2 separate regions of the Sus scrofa genome follow, and region 1 is linked to region 2. The links are chromatin contacts, called in public HiChIP or PLAC-seq maps. All regions are on one chromosome and are shown on one strand. The core of a region is the stretch at or near the end of the contact, and the rest is flanking DNA. Distances in the headings are between cores, read along the strand shown.

The links. HiChIP or PLAC-seq counts read pairs in DNA pulled down with a chosen protein or histone mark.
Region 1: a contact with region 2 is called in an H3K27ac HiChIP or PLAC-seq map of skeletal muscle, with 4 times the contacts expected there. The contact joins two enhancer-like sites. A contact is called at or near these places in 1 of 47 Hi-C or Micro-C datasets (embryonic fibroblasts) and 1 of 2 datasets of contacts at active chromatin or transcription factors (skeletal muscle).

What each region holds. Positions count from the first base shown.
Region 1 is chr9:130,938,430-130,943,164 of Sscrofa11.1, reverse strand. No RefSeq gene overlaps it. Among named protein-coding and RNA genes, the nearest start is that of NENF, 18 kb to the left of the region's middle. Within about 2 kb of position 2,849, at least 15 of the 83 cell types and tissues checked have an H3K27ac peak or open chromatin away from gene starts, as enhancers often do. A contact at or near this core is called in skeletal muscle, where this site is marked.
Region 2 is chr9:130,477,790-130,482,386 of Sscrofa11.1, reverse strand. All of the region lies in intron 7 of VASH2 (vasohibin-2), which reads left to right. Among named protein-coding and RNA genes, the nearest start is that of ANGEL2, 26 kb to the right of the region's middle. Within about 2 kb of position 2,481, at least 20 of the 83 cell types and tissues checked have an H3K27ac peak or open chromatin away from gene starts, as enhancers often do. A contact at or near this core is called in skeletal muscle, where this site is marked.

The DNA of each region.
Region 1 (4,735 bases), core at 1,600-4,099, 460 kb before region 2:
CCGCTGTGGTGCAGCTTGTCCCCCGCCCCCAGCTTTCACTTCCCCTGGGGCTGGAGCCTGCCCCACACTCCAGAAGTTAGATGACTTCAGTTCTAGAAGGTGCCTCACTCACAATCTCCCCTAGCCCCTTGCCCATGCTGTCCTCTCTGCCCGGAATCCTCCTACCCCTTGGCCACATCCCCTGCAAAACCTTATCCTGGCTTAGAAGTCATCTCACCAAGGAAGTTTCCCTGGCTCCCTCCCTGCCAAGATGGTACCCAGCATGCTCCGTGGAGCAATGGTGTTTTTTTTATTTTTTATTTATTTTTATTTATTTATTTATTTATTTTTGTCTTTTTGCCATTCCTAGGGCCGCTCCCACAGCATGTGGAGGTTCCTAGGCTAGGGGTGGAATCGGAGCTGTAGCCGCTGGTCTGCAACCTACACCACAGCTCACGGCAACGCCGGATCCTTAACCCACTGAGCGAGGCCAGGAATTGAACCCGCAACCTCATGGTTCCTAGTCGGATTCGTAAACCACTGAGCCATGACAGGAACTCCTGGTGTTTTTTAAATTATCCTTCTCTCCCCCAGGCTGAGATGCACTCGCCCTGCTCCCAGTCGTCTCTCCACCCCCAGCACACTGCCCAGCACCTTCTAGGTTTGACAAAATGAATGAGTGGGTGAATGGATTGATGCTCCCACACCCAGGGCCCCCCTCGCCTCGGCAGTCTCCACCCACCTGCACTTGGGGATGTAGGTCTGAATCCCAGGCCTCATCCTGGGGCTTCACCACAGCTCCCATCCCTTGGCACCAGTGGCCAAGGTCTCCAGCAGAGCCCACTGGGCATCGCTGCTTCCGGGATCCCTCCTGGACCGACTATGTCTGAGCCTTTCCGCAGGCCCGTCATGTGGGAACACATAAAAATAGTAAGTGGTTCCCTGGCAACCACCACAGCACATGGTAACCAACACGGACAGTCCTGGGAAGCCTTGAGGCTGGAGGAAAGAAGCCTTGCCCTGGCTGTTGCTATTCCGCTTGGGCTGGGCAGGACTCGGCTGCCTCTTCTCAGAGCTTCCTGGTGACCACCCGCTCTGAAGCTCAAAGGGAAAAAACAGCCAAAGGAGCTGCCCATCTGCCCAGACTCTGCATCCTTGTGGGCTGGCCCTGAACATTTGCTGCTTCCTCTGATCCTCTGCAAGGAGGTACTGATGTTTCACAGGTGACAATCTGGGTCTCAGGGAAACCATACCTCTGAGAGCAACAGGTCTAGAGTTGGGATTCCAACCCAAGATTTTTCCCATCCTGTATTCTTTCCGCTCTGCCTCATTAAACCCGAAAATCAAATCTTATGGGGATACCCACCCCCCTGGGCAGGTGGAATTAGGATGCTGCATGCTGGGCTGGTGGCAGAGACTTTAAAACCCTGGAGGTTCTCAGAGTTCCCATCGTGGCCCAGCAGTTAATGAACTTGGCTGGCATCCGTGAGGATGCAGGTTTGGTCCTGGCCTCGCTCAGTGGGTTGAGGATCAGCGTTGTCGTGAGCTGTGGTGGAGGTCGCAGGCACAGCTCACATCCCCCGTTGCTGTGGCTGTGGTGTAGGCAGGCAGCTCCAGCTCCAATTGGACCCCTAGCCTGGGAACCTCCACATGCCTTGGTTGTGGCCCTAGAAAGACAAAAATAATAATAATAATAATTAATTTAAAAAAAAACCCCTGGAGGTTCTCTTGAAAGAGACTTCTGGACTTCTTGAACCTTCTGTGATACAGGTTCAGAGTGCCGAGCCCCAGGGCCTCACACAGAGGGAGGCAGTGCGACCCAGGTTCCCCTGTGGGGGCTCAGAGCCTGATGGTAGCTGGCAACCACCCCAAAGACAGGAGCAGCTTATGTGGCTGTTGGGCCAACGACGCCCATCTGGAGGTCAGCTGAGCAGTGCCCGACTGCTTGGGCTCATCACTGCCTCCCACCCCATGTCCTGGGCTGCAGCCCAGAGCAGTCTCTTAGTACCTGGATCTCGGAAGTAGATCTGTTGCCTCCCGCTTGAGCCTCTCACCACTTTCCCATTTAGGTTTTTTTTGTTTTTTTGTTTTTTGTTTGCTGCACCCACAGCATGTGTAAGTTTCTAGGCCAGGGACTGAACTCGTGCCACAGCAGTGACCATCCTGGGTCCTTAACCGTTAGGCCACCAGGGAGCCTCCCCCACTTTCCCATTTAGCTATGACCCTCCTCTTGACCCTCAGCGGTAACCCTCTTTCTTTTTTTTTTTTTTTTTTTTTTTTGTTGTTGTTGCTATTTCTTGGGCCGCTCCCACGGCATATGAAGGTTCCCAGGCTAGGGGTTGAATCGGAGCTGTAGCCACCGGCCTACGCCAGAGCCACAGCAATGCAGGATCCGAGCCGCGTCTGCAACCTACACCACAGCTCACGGCAACGCCGGATCATTAACCCACTGAGCAAGGGCAGGGATCGAACCCGCAACCTCATGGTTCCTAGTCGGATTCGTTAACCACTGCGCCACGACGGGAACTCCCGGTAACCCCCCTTTCTGATCCATATCACTCCACGCTCTCACCATCCCCCAAACGGGGGTGGTTTCCTTTCCATAATTCATTCATTACACCGGACTTCCTACGTTCCTCTTCCAACCAACACGTGCCTGCTGTGTATCCAGCGCTGGGCTAGTCCTGGGGGAGGGGTGCAGGGGAGAAGCCAAGAAAATAGATGCAAGACCTCTTGCTGCTCTTAAGGGTCCCCGAGGCGGAGAGCCATGGGCTGAGTTGCAAAACAGTTTCCTTAGGACACAGAGCTGCTGATCTGTGGGGATCCCAGCCACGGGGTCCTGATCAGGACAAGGCTGGGGTGTGAGGCTGTGGGAGGGTGTTGGGAGTTTCATGGAAACTTCCCACCAGTTCTGGCTCACCAGCCACCAAGCGCATGGGATGGTCATGCCCCCTGGTGGTTGGTTCCTGGAACTCTCCAGCAGCTGTTTTGGAAAGCCCAGAGGATTAAGCTCCCCTCAAGAACATCTATTTTTGGTTCCCAATATTTCCACGGTGGAATACTAACAGGAGCAGCCAGCGGGCTTCCCAAAGGACCGAAAAACTGCCTGCGACTCCCACACTCTCAAGCCGTCTGTTCCCCGTGGGTCAGATCTGCCCTTTGTTCTCAGATGCAGTTCTCTCTTCCATTCGGTTTGACTAAAGGGTCCCAAGGCAGCAGCCACATGCCCCTCTGTGGCCCTCGAGCCTGGCCTCAGAGGGAAGGCTGCGTGCACATTCAGAGTGACGTGTTGGAAAGAACACTGGATCCAGGATCAGGAGGCTTGGATGCTCGCCCCACATCGGCCGCTAACTAGTGGTGAGATAATTGGTACAATAATAGCCACGTTGATTCAGGAGGTACTGAGTCAGGCACTGCACCAAGAGCCATGTTGATTCAGGAGGTACTGAGTCAGGCACTGCACCAAGAGCTTCACCTACACTGTTGACGTGGATCCGTACAGCAAATCTCTGAGGTTGGCATTGTTGTTATTTCCATTTAAGAGGTGAAGAAATCAAGGCACAGAGAGGTTAAGTAAATTTCCCAAGCTCACACAGTGTGTGGCAGGGTCAGGACCTAAGTTCCCGGCAGGGTCCACGAATAGTTTTGAAAGGTCCCCCAGGTGACCGTGGTGTGGAGCCATCTCTGGAAGCTCTGGGGTCCCATCAGCTCTAACATCCAGGGAGCCCAATGCCTTCGGAAGGTTGGGAGGTGAGGTTGTGACAAGGAAGAAGCCTGGGTGAGGCCCCGTGGCGTTCAGGACCACGAGCCTAGTGGGGACACTGCAGAGGGCAGAGTGATCCTCCTGCCCGCTGTCCTCTCCACCAGGCAACGGTTTACAGGAAAGGAGAGTACTTGCCTTCCATGATATTCTCAGTTACGCCACCCACACCACTAATTCACAGATCCACCATCCAGCAACATATCACAACTCATCCCAAATCATTTCATATTGTTACGTTGATTCATTGGACAAACCCTTACAGAGACCTACGAGGGGCCAGGCACTGGGACCGATGCTGGGGCTACAGTGATGTTGGGGCTACAGTGCTGAAGGAGAGCGGCACAGCCCTGTCCTTGTGGGTCTGTGTCTTGAGGCGGAGGAGACAGGCAATAAACAAACCGCAAAAAGAAAAAAAGAAAAGAAAAAGAAAAAAGAGAATTGCCATCACGACAGGGGCTCTGAAGGAAACAGCAACGACACACGGGGATGGAGAGCAGTGGCGTGGCCGAGGGACCTAATCAGCCGGAGTGGGCTGGGAAGATCTCTCCGAGGAGGAGACGGTTAAACGGAGCCCTAAAGAAAGTTCTTGGTCTGACCTCCTATGGGTAAAGGAGTTTCATTGTGTTTCCTGCGTGATAAGCAATTTAATGCAGAGCTGGCTTTATCTCAGCTCCTGGGATTCTTGTCCATGACAGTGGGACAGGGGCACCGGTGATGCTGCCTCCCGCACATGCCCAGATGTGGCTCCCCAGATGGAGAAGTTTGAGCTTCCTTTTGGTATAAGGGTCTCAAACCAGGGGCTGGTTGGGGGTGTGGAAGTAACGAGGCCCAGGGGCTGGCGGTATAGACTCAGAGCAGTCCCCCCCCCCGTCAATGCGTGTTTGCTGACTTAGCTCTGATACCCAAGGGGTAGGACCTACAATCCAGCCTGCAAGGAGGCAGTTTTGGTCTTTGCATGTGTGTATGTCAATGTGTGTGTGTGTCTATCTATGT
Region 2 (4,597 bases), core at 1,232-3,731:
TGGCTCCTTTTCCCCCTCCCTCTCCGTGTCTCTTCTTTCCTCTTCCCAAGTCTTTTCCACCGCTTTGATTTCCTTTCTTCAATCTGGTTCCTGGTTCCAGTGGGTTTTGCTCACTCTGCTGGAGACCTGAGCGTTGCAGAGGTTACTCAGCCCAGTGAGAGGCCTCCTTTCACTGCCGGGCCACAGCTAGACCGGGGGATTCCTGCCCCATTCGGTCACCGGGCTCAGGAAGGTGACTCCAGGCAGCTGGTTAGCAAAGCCTTCGAGTCATTTCTAAATGAAGTCATTGAGCAGGGGTTTGGTTCCATGGTCTCAACCCATTGAAGAGGTTCTGAATGGGGCCCAAGAGGTCATTCTCTTTAGATTCCAAATGAGAAACTCTCCCCAAAGGTGGAAAGGAGCAGATTTCCTTCCTGTGGAATATAGAGGGAGCCCAAGGAGCGAGGGAAAACTGGAAAGTTTACGGAGAGAGAAGCAGGGCCTCTGGGATGATGTGGCGTTTCCAAGAGAAGGTAGTTTCCAACTCAGAGGCCCGGGGCCACTTTCATTCCCCAGGGCATTGCCCATGGTCCAGGGCTCCTGGGGATGCTTGAGGAAACCAAGGTGGGGTGATGGGCCGTCAGGAAAGATTGCCTCTGGCAGAGTGAGCCAGGGGCCGCCAGGGCTGGCTAGTGTCGGCAATGAGCCAGGGTTGGGGTTTCGAGAGCAGTTTTCTGCCCTCGAAAGGAGAGATGAGATCAGAGCCCGGGAATCTCAGTGGCGTCCTGGCTCTTTGTCTCTGGCCAGGGTTCCTGCCTGGGGAGGGCTTGAGGGAAAGGGCAGAGGGCAGGAGACGCTCTCTGGAGCCACACCTCTCTAGGCTCAGGCCTGTCTGTCCACACTGCGACTTCAGCTGTCTGCCTCATCAGCTGCCAGCGGTGGGGCCTGCCGCCCTGGGAAGTAAGGAATGTGAGTGTGAAGGGGGCCTGGCTTTGAGTGAGGGTGACAGGTGGGCAGGAACCACCCCCCATCCCACGGTTCCCCCTGAGGCCCACCCCTTTAGGCCCTAAGTCCTAAATCCGGGCCTGGCCTGACCTGGCTTCTCCCAGACTAGACAAGCGGGATCCTGGGGGGTCCGCCTTAACTTGGGAGTGCCGGGAAGCATCACCCCGATCTGGCCTGCTCTGCACCCTCAACACTGAGGACCGAGAGGCTGCCTTTGTACCGTTACCGTAAATCCCTTTCTGGACTCCAGAGACCACACGGCATGGCTGTAAGCTGTGGAGTGTGAGGGTGAGTGCCCGTGAACTTGGGCATATGCACCGCTACGCTGAAGGGCTGTGACCTCAAGGGAGACGGAAGTGAGAGGCAGGAGTAGCCTGACTGCTGGCTTGTGTGTCCCCATCAGGCAGCTTTGTCTGGGGCAGAGATGGGCTGTGTCCCCGAAGTCTCTCGCACACCCAGCAGAAGGTAGATTTTTTCCCCGGAAGAACCCCAACTCCACTGGGCTGTTTGTCTTGGTAACTCCAAGACCTGCGAGCTACCTGGCACAAAGCGTTGCTTAAAAAATTCCTGTGTTGGAGTTCTCGTCGTGGCGCAGTGGTTAACGAATCCAACTAGGAACCATGAGGTTGCGGGTTCGGTCCCTGCCCTTGCTCAGTGGGTTAACGATCCGGCGTTGCCGTGAGCTGTGGTGTAGGTTGCAGACGCGGCTCGGATCCTGCGTTGCTGTGGCTCTGGCGTAGGCCGGTGGCTACAGCTCCAATTAGACCCCTAGCCTGGGAACCTCCATATACCGCGGGAGCGGCCCAAAGAAATAGCAAAAAAAAGACCAAAAAAAAAAAAAAAATTCCTGTGAGTATGTAGGCAGCAGGTGTCAGGAGCCCTGCTCTCCAGGTGCCGCTCAGGCCCTCTGACCCATCCTGCCCAGTGACAGCTTGGGGTCGGGGCTGGGGGTGTTGGGACGCAAGGAGAGGAGATGCCCCAGACACAGCCCTTAGCCAGAGGGACAGAAAGGGGGCTGGATGGTTTAGGGGGGCCCCCGTAGGCTTTCCTGCCACTTCCTGCCTCTTTCCTGAGGCCCAGCCTCACACAGATACACACCAGCTTGGCTGTTCAGGCCCCCTTCTGTCCTCAGCATGCTGCCATCCTTTTCTGCTTCTGACACTTCTTGTGGCTTCACAGGCACCAACATCCAATCCGGCTGAGCTCTTTGTGCCTTGGAGTGTGTGAAAGACTCCATGCCTTCACTCTCCCTGAACTATCAAGAAGCAGTTAGCAAACACTAGCAGTCTGTGCTGAATACAGGAGCTTGCCCCACGGCACAGCTTCTCTGTGGAACCGTCACCCTCTGCACAGCTCCGCAGCAGCTGACTCCGGGGATGCAGGCCTGAGGGTGGGGCTGCGGGTAGACTTGGGACCAGGGCTCCAGGCGGTCACCCTAGTTCACCCTGGATGTGTCACCCTGGATGTGCTGACGTGACAACAGATGAGGCTGGGAGCATCCCTTTGCGTGCAGAGAGAAGTGGCCCCCCTTCCTTCCACAAAGTGCATCAAAGGAAACCCCAAGTCCCTACCCCGCCTTCCCTAAAACGGAAGGTAGCCAAGAGCCCTTCAGAAGGAGACTCCTTTGATTTCTTGTCCTTGTTTGGACTGGGGAGGGATTTGGAGAAATATATTGTTCAGTTTAAAATAATAACCCCGGAGCTGATGTGAGGTTCTGGGCAAGTGCAGACCCGGCTGAATCATCATCCTGGTGCTTGTGTTTCTTAAAAATAACCCCCCTTGCAATAGTCTAATTATAGCCAGGGCAGCACTTGGGAGAGGCCCCTCCACATGCAAAAGCTCCCCCAGCTGCAGCCCTGACATGAGCTGGCAAGCACCGAACAGTATTTCTGGCTGGGCCCACAGGCAGGTGGCATGCTGTGATAACCCACTTCTGCCCTTTGCCAGGCCAGGAAACTGCAGCTGGTGTTGCTGTGGAAGAAGAAGGTTTCACCTTCTAGGCAGTTCACTGGGAATTACAGTTTAACTCATTTTCTGCCAGGATTTTTTCTCCCCTGGGTTTTGGGTCCCTCAGGGTAGGTGGGAGGGGTGAGGACAGATAGGGAAGGAGACAACCTAGTCGTCCCTCTCCCTTGGAAGCCCCCAAGCTGTCTGATGTTGCAGACCTACATTCAGCTGGACAAGTAGGCAGGTTCCCCTGAGTGGCTTTTTGAGATAAGGTAAAGCCTCTCCTATAAAGAAAAAAAAAAAAAAAAAAAACTTCCCACTTGTTCATTCTTAGAATGTTGTCATGGTGGCTTGAATTCCTGGCTTAGAACTTTTGCTTTTGTTCAGTAAAAATAATCCATGATAAAAAAAGGGAACATGATGAAGCCCTATTAGCCATTTACATGTTAGTAAGAACTAAAGTTTATTGAGTGGTATGGGATATTCAGCACTGGATTCAAAGACGAATTATTTGATCCCTGCTCTCAAGTTGTTTGCAGTCTCTGAGGCTGGCATGAGTAGGAACCCATGGGGTTAACAGATGCACAAAAGGAAATACCAGAGCTACGGATGGAGCGAGGAAAAGCGTGTTGTAAGGGAGGTCAGAAATACTTTATGGGAAGTTCCCGTCGTGGCGCAGTGGTTAACGAATCCAACTAGGAACCATGAGGTTGCGGGTTCGGTCCCTGACCTTGCTCAGTGGGTTAACAATCCGGCGTTGCCGTGAGCTGTGGTGTAGGTTGCAGACGCGGCTCGGATCCTGCGTTGCTGTGGCTCTGGCGTAGGCTGGTGGCTACAGCTCCGATTCTACCCCTAGCCTGGGAACCTCCATATGCCGCGGGAGCGGCCCAAGATAGCAAAAAAAAAAAAAAAAAAAAAAAAAAGAAATACTTTATGGGAGAAGTGGCATCCGGGTTGGACCTTGACGAGGTGACAAGACATGGGGGAGGTGTTCCATGAGCCACGGTGCAGAGGCAGGAGTGGCCTGGTGTCATCCTCAGATGCCTGGGAAGATGCTTTGTGCGGGAAGCAGGAGGACGGGGGGCAGTCAAGGGCATGGCTCTAAATTCTGGGGAAGAACTCTGTTTTCCACTACTTGCTAATCACGTGACTTGGCTTTGAGCAAGTTACCTAACTTTCAGTGCCTCCTCTTCTTCCTCTGCAAAGTGGATAGTAACATTATCACCCCCATAAAGTTTAGTGAGAATTAATTCATCCACATAAACTGCTTAGAATAATGGTTGGCACAGAGTCAGTGCCTCATAAGAAAAAGCTATTTATAACGGTGATTTCTCAGCACCTGGAAGGCATGGGGAACTGATAGAAAGGATGAGGAAAGTTTTAGAAAAAGGAGGCCAAAGAGCTCCAAATTCAAGTGCACTAGGAGTTCCCTGATGGCTCTGCAGCCTAAGGATCTGGCATGGGCTCTGCTGTGGCTCAGGTCACACCTGTGGTCCAAGTTCAATCCCTGGCCCTGGAACTTCCACATGCCTCAGGTGTGGCCAAAAAAATAATAATAATAATGAAATGCATCTATTTTATTTTTTTCATCTTTTTGTCTTTTGTAGGGGTGCCCCTGTGGCACATGAAGGTTCCCAGGCTGGGGGTCTAATCGGAGCTGTAGCCG